Linked DNA regions of Mus musculus: region 1 is linked to region 2. A link is a contact called in public Hi-C data. All regions are on one chromosome and are shown on one strand. The core of a region is the stretch at or near the end of the contact, and the rest is flanking DNA. Distances in the headings are between cores, read along the strand shown.

The links. A called contact is a pair of places that touch in the nucleus more often than the background predicts.
Region 1: a contact with region 2 is called in a Hi-C map of bone marrow-derived macrophages, with 5 times the contacts expected there. The contact joins two enhancer-like sites. A contact is called at or near these places in 2 of 39 promoter capture datasets (the C10 cell line and liver), 3 of 484 Hi-C or Micro-C datasets (Th2 cells, bone marrow-derived macrophages and group 2 innate lymphoid cells) and 3 of 115 datasets of contacts at active chromatin or transcription factors (CD8 T cells, bone marrow-derived dendritic cells and pancreatic cancer cells).

The regions. Positions count from the first base shown.
Region 1 is chr10:44,816,863-44,821,753 of GRCm38.p6, reverse strand. No RefSeq gene overlaps it. Among named protein-coding and RNA genes, the nearest start is that of 4930431F10Rik, 80 kb to the right of the region's middle. Within about 2 kb of position 2,948, at least 10 of the 459 cell types and tissues checked have an H3K27ac peak or open chromatin away from gene starts, as enhancers often do. A contact at or near this core is called in bone marrow-derived macrophages, where this site is marked.
Region 2 is chr10:44,599,626-44,604,427 of GRCm38.p6, reverse strand. It overlaps Gm35154 (a long non-coding RNA gene), which reads right to left. Exons shown (of 4, transcript XR_380292.3): 2 at 4,403-4,462. Among named protein-coding and RNA genes, the nearest start is that of Gm35154, 3.1 kb to the right of the region's middle. Within about 2 kb of position 2,192, at least 13 of the 459 cell types and tissues checked have an H3K27ac peak or open chromatin away from gene starts, as enhancers often do. A contact at or near this core is called in bone marrow-derived macrophages, where this site is marked.

The DNA.
Region 1 (4,891 bases), core at 1,699-4,198, 220 kb before region 2:
GCTAATGCTGCTGTCTATCTTCTCACAATCTACTAGAAAGTGGCCTGCTTTGCCTTGCTTACTCTGCTAAAGGAGGTAAGCAAGAAACAAAGAGCCTAATGTTACTTATAAATAGAGGGTGCTATTGTAAGCCTGCTTGTAAAATAATAAAGCAATATGCTTTCTCTCTCTCTCCCTCTCTCTCTCTCTCTCTCTCTCTCTCTCTCCCTCCCTCTCTCTCTCTCCCTCTCTCTCCCTCTCTCTCTCCCTCTCTCAATCTCTTTCTCTCTGAACCATGATCCATGTCTCTTGTGAACATAGTGAATAAATCCCTTTCAAGCAAGGGCAGTGTGGAGACCAGTAGAAGCCAGCAGTAGGGTACTCAAGATTGCTTACAGGCTCTGAAACATAGGTGTAGGGTACAAGGAGCTTATCAGAGAACAACCAAGAGTGACAAGGAAAGGAATGGAGGGAGGGAGGAGGAAAAAACAAACAAACAAAAACGAAGATTTTCATTTATCTTTCTTGGAGATCAGAGTATCTCTTCTTTGTTCAGGTGCAGATTTCAAGAAACTAATCTTTAATCCCAGCCCTTAAGATTTCAAGGCTAGCCTGGGCTACTTAGTAAGAGCCTATGTCAAAAAAATGTTGGCTTGGCTTTAAAAGTTTGTTCTTATTAGTGTTGCTATTGTATGATTCTATCAATATAAAACCCATATCTAAGATTCAAGAAGCTCTTCCCACGTGCCAGGCACCATAGCAAACATTAAACGCATTCATTGTCTCCTTTGATTCTCCAATTATCCTTTCCATCAGATAGAAATATTATCTCCAATTAAAATTAGAAGTCCGGGGCATAGAAAATGAAATTATGAGAAGTCAAACTAATAAACAGTGGTTCTGGGACACAACCCTGGGCTCAGTGTGCCCGGAGATCAAGTTATTATCTGCTTCAGGGTGTTTCCCTTAAAAACACTGAGCTGTTTGTGCATTCAGCAAACCTAAATAGCTTAGAGAGTACCCTGAGAGTAGTGATTGTACAATGCTTCTGCTGGCTCTGGGGAATGCCTTCTGTGTTTTAACATCCCCACATGGTTCACTCAAACTTCTAAATTTGAACTAGAACTGCGTAGAACATCAGACCCTGAAAAACAACCCAACTTTTACTGAGTGGTTTCACTCACACCTGTGGTTTTTACTAGTGTCAAATTTCCTCCCAAGTGTTTCTGTCAAGTTTTATCTTGCCCATTTTCCCCAGGGCCAGCCATCCCTGTCAACAGTGACAATCTCCTTGACAAACAGAAGTCAAGGGAGCTATCAGTTTTCATTCACTTTTCTAGCTGGTATAATCCCTGCGTCCTACAGACTGTGTTCCTTCTAAGAATTTCTGGCTCCTCGTATCTAGGGCTCTTGAGATTTGAACTGAGCTGCTTTGGCCAACGATACCTGTTTTCTGGAGCACACTTTCAGGTTAAAAGGATTGCTATAACTCCATTTTCTTGTAGTTTGTGTTATGAGAAGTGTTGTTACACTTCTGTGTGTGTGTGTGTGTGTGTGTGTGTGTGTGTGTGTGTGTGTGTGTGAGAGAGAGAGAGAGAGAGAGAGAGAGAGAGAGAGAGAAAGAGAGAGAGAGAGAGAGACTAAACTTGACTCCAAAGAATCTAGCATGCCCTTGACAAAGAATAGCTCTTGATAGAAAATTTTAAACTTATCTTTTGTTTTTGATACATACTGTTTCTTTACCCTTTCCATTTCTCACATAGGGCTCATCTTTCAGTGGTCTGAGCTAAGTGGAAAAAAGCTTGCTCAATCTCAGAATTCAGTCATTTCTTTTCGGTCATCTATTACTGTTAAATTTGTTAATATTGATGTAGGAGAAATCCACAGGACAGTAAATGCATCCATATAAATGGGCCACCATTAATCTAGCTTTTACAAATGTTAATTGGAGTGGGGTGGGAGCGTGACCAACAAGCATACATTTGTATGTCTGCTTCCTTCGATGTTTTCTTCATTTTCAATCTACCAATTCTCTGTTTTCCTTTTGAACTCTTCAGCATGGTTGAGTCTGGGAAAAGATAGCTTTCCATCTTCTCTTGAAGTTGAGCTGCATTCTAGGTGTTTTATCTTGTTGTCTCGGCAGTACTTTCTCATACTTACTTTCCACTGCCCATCCCCCATTGCCTAGGCATGTCCCTACTGTCACTTATGGCTCCTGTACTGAGAACAGGATATGAATACAGAAAAGAGAAAGTACTTGATAGCAATGACAGGAATGAGTGTACTTAAGACACTCATGGTAATATAGGTCCCATAGCTCCTTGCTGGGGTTAGGCATTCTCTTGGCCAAAGTTGATGTAAGAGAACTAAGTGACTGGAAAAGCGTGGTCCAATGTCTTTTCATCCACCCTAGTTGATGCTGGGGCTTATCCATGATAATATTTAAAACTGGGAATTCATCTTCAAGTTAACTATTAGAATGAATACATATCTTTTTTTGTCTCTTGGTTTCAGTGAGGAAAGACAGAAGTTCTATTTTCTTTTCTGAAGAAGAGAGGACACCCTATCAAGGAATCAGAAGATACACACTCACAAAAACAAGATGGAGCCATGAAAACTTGAGTTTTCTCAAGTGTCAATTTTCTATGTGGAAGACACCATTTTGCTATGGTTAGCTCCTAAATGTGCTGTGAAGATGAACTGAGTTAATACAAACATTTATAAACTTGGAGGCTACATAAAGATCAACTCGTGTTATTACTTTATTTTTTATTAATTCTTCTTGGCCTTTTCTTTAATGTTTGTTTCACATATATTGATGAGTTTTTTGAATATTGAAAGTTCCTTTTTTTGTAGTTTGATTTTTTTTTTTTTTTAACACCAAGGCTTGCCTCTGAGTTCCTTAAAAGTCTTGATTATAGTGTCACCGTTTCTGGAAAAAATTTTAGCCCCAGCTGGCAAACAATGAGTCATCATTTAAAAGTATTACTGCTGGAGTTTCTGTGGTTTGAATATGCTTGCCCCATAGGAAGTAGCACTTGTAGGAGGTATGGCCTTGTTGGAGTAGGTGTGGCCTTGTTGGTAGGGGTGTGTCACTGTGGAGGTGGGCTTTGAGGCTCCTATGCTCAAGCTCTACCCAGTTGGGAAGTGAGTCTCCTCCTGGATGCCTTTGGATCAAGATGTAGAGCTCTTGACTCTTCTGGCACCAAGTCTGCCTGTATGATGCTATGCTTCCTACCATGATGATAATGGACTGAACCTCTGAACTGTAATACAGCCCCAACTAAATGTTTGCCTTTATAAAAGTTGCCATGGTCATTATGCCTCTTCACAACAATGCAACTGTAACTAGGACAGATTTTTAGTTAATTTGAGTTAGAAAGCACATCCTTTATGGACTTTTTTTTTTTTTTTTTGTCTCACATGTTTACTGCTTATTAAGAAAGAGACCTATGGAAACTTGATAGATCCAAAGTACACATTTTGAAAAGTTTTTACTTTATTAATACAGGATCAAAACACATGTATTCTGCCTGAAACAGTGTAATGGAGCCTATATATTCTAATACATATGAGGACATTTCGAATAGCTATATATTGTCTACATAGTTATTACTTAGGTATTAAACTTCCCATTCTTCCATAAGCATTATTCATTAAAGATATATTTTTTTAGCATCATCTTTAAAATGAAAACAGCACTTGTCATTGAGATTAAAATTAGTCTTACCAATTTAACATTCAAAATTCGATGTTAAAAAACTGAAGACCAGAGGTCAGCAACAATAACAAGAAAATAACCCAAAACCTCTGGGTTCTCCTTTGTTGAGAGATAGGCATAAAAATAGTTGACTAGAAAGAATACGCAAAGAGATGAGCAAAGGATGCCTATTAACATCAGAATAAAAATAATGGCAATTAGTAGACGGACATTAGTGGGGAAACCAAACCAAGCTCTACACCATTCTCTGTCTTTAAATCTGGTTTGTAACAATGTAGTTGTTGAAGGGTAATATTTTAGAAAAAAATGAGATATTACTGTAGCTATTAGTTTTCAAATATTAAAATAACACATAATAGTACACCCACTCTTCTACTGGAGCCATGTGATCCAGCAGTGACAATGGTGACTGAAGTTTCAGAAGACTATAGGAAAGCTTTTTGGAACCCTTGACCTCTAAAGATGAATCACAGTGTAGATCCTTTGCTCTTGGAACAAAGCTCTGCCAGTATTGGCAGGTAAGTACTTTCCTTCTGAGATACAACTCTTGTGTCTACTCCTGGGACACACAAGAAACTAAACATCATGTCACCATTAAGCCTGAACTGCTTATTCTGAACTAAGTGTCTGATCCACCTAAGCGCCCTGAAAGCATAAGTAAGATACATGAAGTAGTGACCCAAATGGCTATAATTGCCTCTATTACTATGCTGCTTTTTTTTTTCTCAAGCACCATAGACGTACACCCTCCTGTACAATCAGTGCATAGAAGAAAGACAACCTGGCCAGGTTTATAGATGGCTCTGTATGGTACTCAGGTATTGCTGCAGGAAATCTTAAAAATTGAACCTGCCAATTCTCCACATTCCTGCTTCTCTCATCCCGCTGCCAACTCCAGCTAGGTCAGTGACAGTGTCTTACAGACATAATAGCCTTCAGAGAGTTCTGTTTGTTCTGTATCAGTATCCCATAAAAGGTGCAGTTTCTTGCATAGTTAGGACACAGAGGTCCAAAACTCAAGGGTAGAAATGACAGGGACATATTGCATTATTGTTTCTAACAATCCATTTTTAAAGTATGTGCACATGCCTTATATTCTACTGGCTTAGAGATCATCATTCTAAAGATTTCTTCACTAGAATAAAAACAATGATCTCGTTGAATCGAAACCCTGGACTCTCAGTGCTACTC
Region 2 (4,802 bases), core at 943-3,442:
GTTTTGTTGGTAAACCTATTTCTAATACCCAGCCTGGTATTGCTATATGCTGAATAAATGACTAATAGTAATGAGGTGTAGTTCTGTACTAATCAGCAAAACTCATCAAATCCTATCCCTGTCAAGGACATCTCCTTGGAGAATTAGAAAGGCTTCCAAATGGACCTTTGGGTCCATCATTTTAGGTAACCATGACAGCTGCAGCATCTCAGCAATGTGCATTTCCTGAGAATGGTACTCCCAACAAGAAGCATAAAGAATTAATGAATGATGGCCAAAGAGGTTGCTCAGTGGTTAAGAACACTTGCTGTTCTTGCAGATTATCTGGGTTCGATTCCCAGCACCCACACTGTGGCTTACAGCTGTCTGTAACTGTTTCCAGGAAATTTGAGGCCCCCTTCTGGCCTCTGGGGACACCAAACACCGGTGCACATCATGCATGCAGGCAAATACTCATACACATAAAAATAAAAATAAATTTTTAGAAAAAAAGGAAGAATTAATGAGCCCTCTTTTGGTGTCTAAGCACGTGGGGAAGCAGAATATAAAGTTTTAAAGTTAAGAATCCATGAAATAGACCATATCAGACTACTCCCTGAATCGCTATTTTCAAAACTTGATCATATATGGGAATCATCTGGACTGCCTTGGAAGCACAGATGTCTAGCCTGACCCCAGGGTTTTCTGACTCAGTCTGTCTGGGACAAGACTGCAGAATTTGCATTTCTAGCAAGCTTCCAGGTGCTGCTGCTAACAACGATGATCAAGGCATCACAACCATGAGAACCACCGTACTGAACATCTGACTCATTACTCAAGCAAACAGAATGGATGCTGGGGTAGGGGCAGCTCTCTGAAGCTGGCAGACAAAGGTCTCAGCAGTGAGCAGAAAATTCACATCCGCGAAACTTGCACAGGGATCAAAGAACCTCCTTGAAACAAGGCAGAACACTGTTAGCAGAGCCCTTGTGTGGAAGCTGAAGACTACCAGAACAATTGGATCAGTAGGAGCATCCAATTAGTGCAAAAAGGACACCATGGGTCCACAGCGTTTTCATACTTTCATCAATAGCTCCTCACTTTACCACTGGGTACCAAGATGCTGCTCCCAACCCTTACCCAAACTTAGATCTGCTCAATAAGCGTGTGCTACATTCAGGCCACAATGGTTGGTGCAGAACTGACACGTGACGTAAACTAACTCAATGAGAATCTATGCTAGATGCTACTGAGCTAGTTGTGACTAGACTGCCCCTTCTGCTAGGATCCACAGTGATTGATGCAGAACTGACATGTGATCCACACTAACTCAGTGAGAATCAGCCCCAGATGCTATTGAGCCCATTGAGACTAGAACTAGCCCTTTCCTCTGGGATTGCCAAAGCAAAGAGATTAAAAGCTGGGAGTTTTAGCTGCCATTGTCATTACAAGATGTGTGTGTGTGTGTGTGTGTGTGTGTCAGAGAATGACACCAATACTGGAGAAACTACCATCACCCATAGTCAGCAGGGTCTCTGAAGTTAGACCCAAAACCTTCAGATGGGTTTGTGTCTCACCACTGAAATATCTTGACTGAAATAAGAGAGAATTCTGCTATCCAAAGCATGCATGGCTCTAGTCTAAGATGACTAAGTAACTAACTCTTCTAGAAATTTCTCTCCAGATAGGCAAACCATCAAGGTGCATCGCAATTCCAGCAATGAAAATTGTTGCTAATGTCATTGATTTACTTATTCTGACACCTTGTACTGTACCTCTTGCCTGCTGCTTGCCTTCTTTCCCTCCTGTGTGATTTCCCTGAATGGAGGAACTGTCCTCTTTGTAACAGTCTCCCTCCAGGCATGTGCAGTAGCTAGCTGCTCATAAGTGACTCTATGTAAACACCATTTTTTAAAATGTGTCAAAAATTAACCTCATTAGTATGTACCCTAAACAAGAGAGTTTTAAAAGAAAGACTGGGGGGCGGGGGGGGGAGGCACACAGGAACTAACACTAAACCAGTAGTCGCCTTTAGAGTCAAGTAAACCACACAGCTCTAGAATGAGTACTTCTGACCAGATCCTAATTTCCACAAGAAGTTTTGCCATTTCTCTTTTTCTTTGAGAAATCATCACGAAGCAGGGGGGTACCAAAGAATGACGGCTGAGGCGATGACTCCCACATCAGTCAGTTTCCTCTTCCCCAAATTAATTTCCAGAAACTCTGCCACATCATGCAATGAGAACCCCCTGGTTCTAACTCAAAGGACAGTCCAGAAGGCTTGGGCAAAGACATGAGCAGCCTCTCGTTGACAGCTCTCAGTGACAAAGAGCTTCCTGCTAGAGGACTCGCAAATGCTTAATTCATGGGAAAGAATTTGGGAAACCAATCCCAGAAAGGACTTGTAAATTGGGTCTAACACGGTTGATCACTCCAGTCTTTGTTGCGCTGCTTCCTCCAGAGTATCAGACTCACAAGGTGCGGCTGCAGCCACTGGATGTCCATCTAACGACTGGACCTGAGAAGGTCCATCTCTTTGACATCAAGGGGCCTGCCCTGGGAGAGAAACAGATGGCGCTGCCTTTTCCAGTCCTTGCGGATGTCAGAAGATTAGCGGCGTGCCTCTGAGTCTGCCTCAGAGACTCTCTTTACCACGGTTCATATGCTAGCTCACGGGATAGGCGGTGAAGTTCACCAAAACAAAACCTAACCTCAACCATCCAAAGCAGCTGGCGGAAACTGTGAGTGTTTCTAAGGGGCTGACTTATCTAGCTGAGGCAAATACGTGTGAGTGCTTCAAACAGGCATGATAGCAGAAACAAAACTGGGTGTTTATTGAGTGCTGTCTCTCTTGATTCCTTTTCTCCTTTGCTGGGCATGAGTCTCCCTCTTAGCTTTATCTTAACAAGGGATGAAGCCACCAGTGATAGAAATCTGACTCTCTGGGAACTCCATTATAAACTAAGTTTATTTTCCTAAATAGAAAACTCATATATGTGTTTCCCAAGACATTTAGAAAAAAATGACAAATCATTAAAGTGCTTATAATCTCAGCACTATTGCCTCTATGATGTTCTTCACATACACACTCACACATATGCACATGCACACGCATGCACACACACACAGACACACATGCACACACACACATTCACATATACACATGCACACACACACTAACACACACAGACACACACATGTACACTCACACACACACACATACTAATACACACACACACACACACACACACACAAAGAAACACATATACTCTTGCACACTTGAAGCCTATCAGATCTAGGTCTAGAAGAATAGATGGATATGCAAAGATATCTCTATTAACAATGGTTATATTGTCCCATTTTCTACCTATCACATTCTTATAGCTATTTTCCTACATCAATATATTCAACATTGTCGAGACTACCTAAGATTGTACTAATGGACACCATAAAATATTTAGTCACTGTGGGATTTCTAAATTTCTGCTATTATCAAAAATATGAGTGAAGATTCTTGTTGATAAATCTTGGTGCACGATAGGAATTTTTTTCACACACTTCTGCTTTCTCATACACTTCTGGCTAGTTAGGCAGCACCTGAAGGAACACAGGCCTTCCTAGGTTTGTAGAAGCTGCTTTCCATCACCATAACTGTTTCTTCAATTCACAGAAGAGAAACATTAAAACGACTATTTAAAATGTATGACAAGAAATGAGGTCTAGTAAAATAACCGAGTAAAGATTAAGAACCTGTTTTTGAAGAAGGGAAAAGCTCGACCAATTTGGATGCTCAAACTATCTTCCAGGAAATTCATCAATTTGAGTCATGTGTAGCAGGTTCCATAATTATAGAGGACTCGTGAAAACATTTCTACTCTTTCCTATTTTTTAATTTTAAGAATGAAACGATCCAAGAGGACACTTAAAAGATATTATTACCTCTCATTGTGATTTTATTGCCCCATCAGAAAACAGTCGCTTCTGAACTGGCATGAAATCTAGCTATTGATGAATCATGCCCCCCAGATCACTCTGGAATACGGCTAACAGGGAAGCTTGCCTCCCGCCAAACTCGAGAAACGGTGGTGAGGTTGAGGAAAATCATTGTCCTGAGGGCCTGCAGTGATTTTAGAGAGTGTCCCTTAGTAGTTACTGCACTCTGTGACCTCTGGAAAAAGTGTAAGCAGCTCTTTGCATACACTCCACCCTGCCAGTTTCCCTTACAAGGCTCATTCTCTCCATCACCACTGAATTGAAAACAGTTGGGCAAGCTCTGCTAATCGGCAGCTGCTTGCAATTAGATGAAGCATTTAAAGCCAGTCTGCAAACTACCTTCCCAACTGCTCAGCCTTCTGCACGAGCTGTACACCGTGACAACTTGCCAGGATGTTTAGCTTATCTCCATCTCTGGTGGTTTCCATACCTTCCTTCTTTTCTCCAATCTTCCCACACAGGGTCTGACTCGTCCAGGTCCTCTTGTTGACTTAGAGGAACACAAAAAAAGGGAGATGGGGCGTTAGTCAAAACCAGGTTGAGCTGCTTTGGGCTAAGATGGAAATTTCTATCCAGGCGATTATTAGAGGCAGAGATATCTTGATGGGTCCCGGAGAGAAACAGGGAGGTAACCTTTCCCTTTCGGTTCCTTCCCTTTTTCAGTTTCTAAACAGCAAGCTGGAAGGTTCACAGAGATTGTCTCTTTTAGGGTGATAGAGCAAAACAAGAGGTACTGGGGTTTTTGTTTTTTGTTTTTTGTTTTTTTTTTGTCAGTGATTTCCAGTTTCCCTAACCTAAAACAGTCACTTTCTCTAGCAGAATAAGTGGCA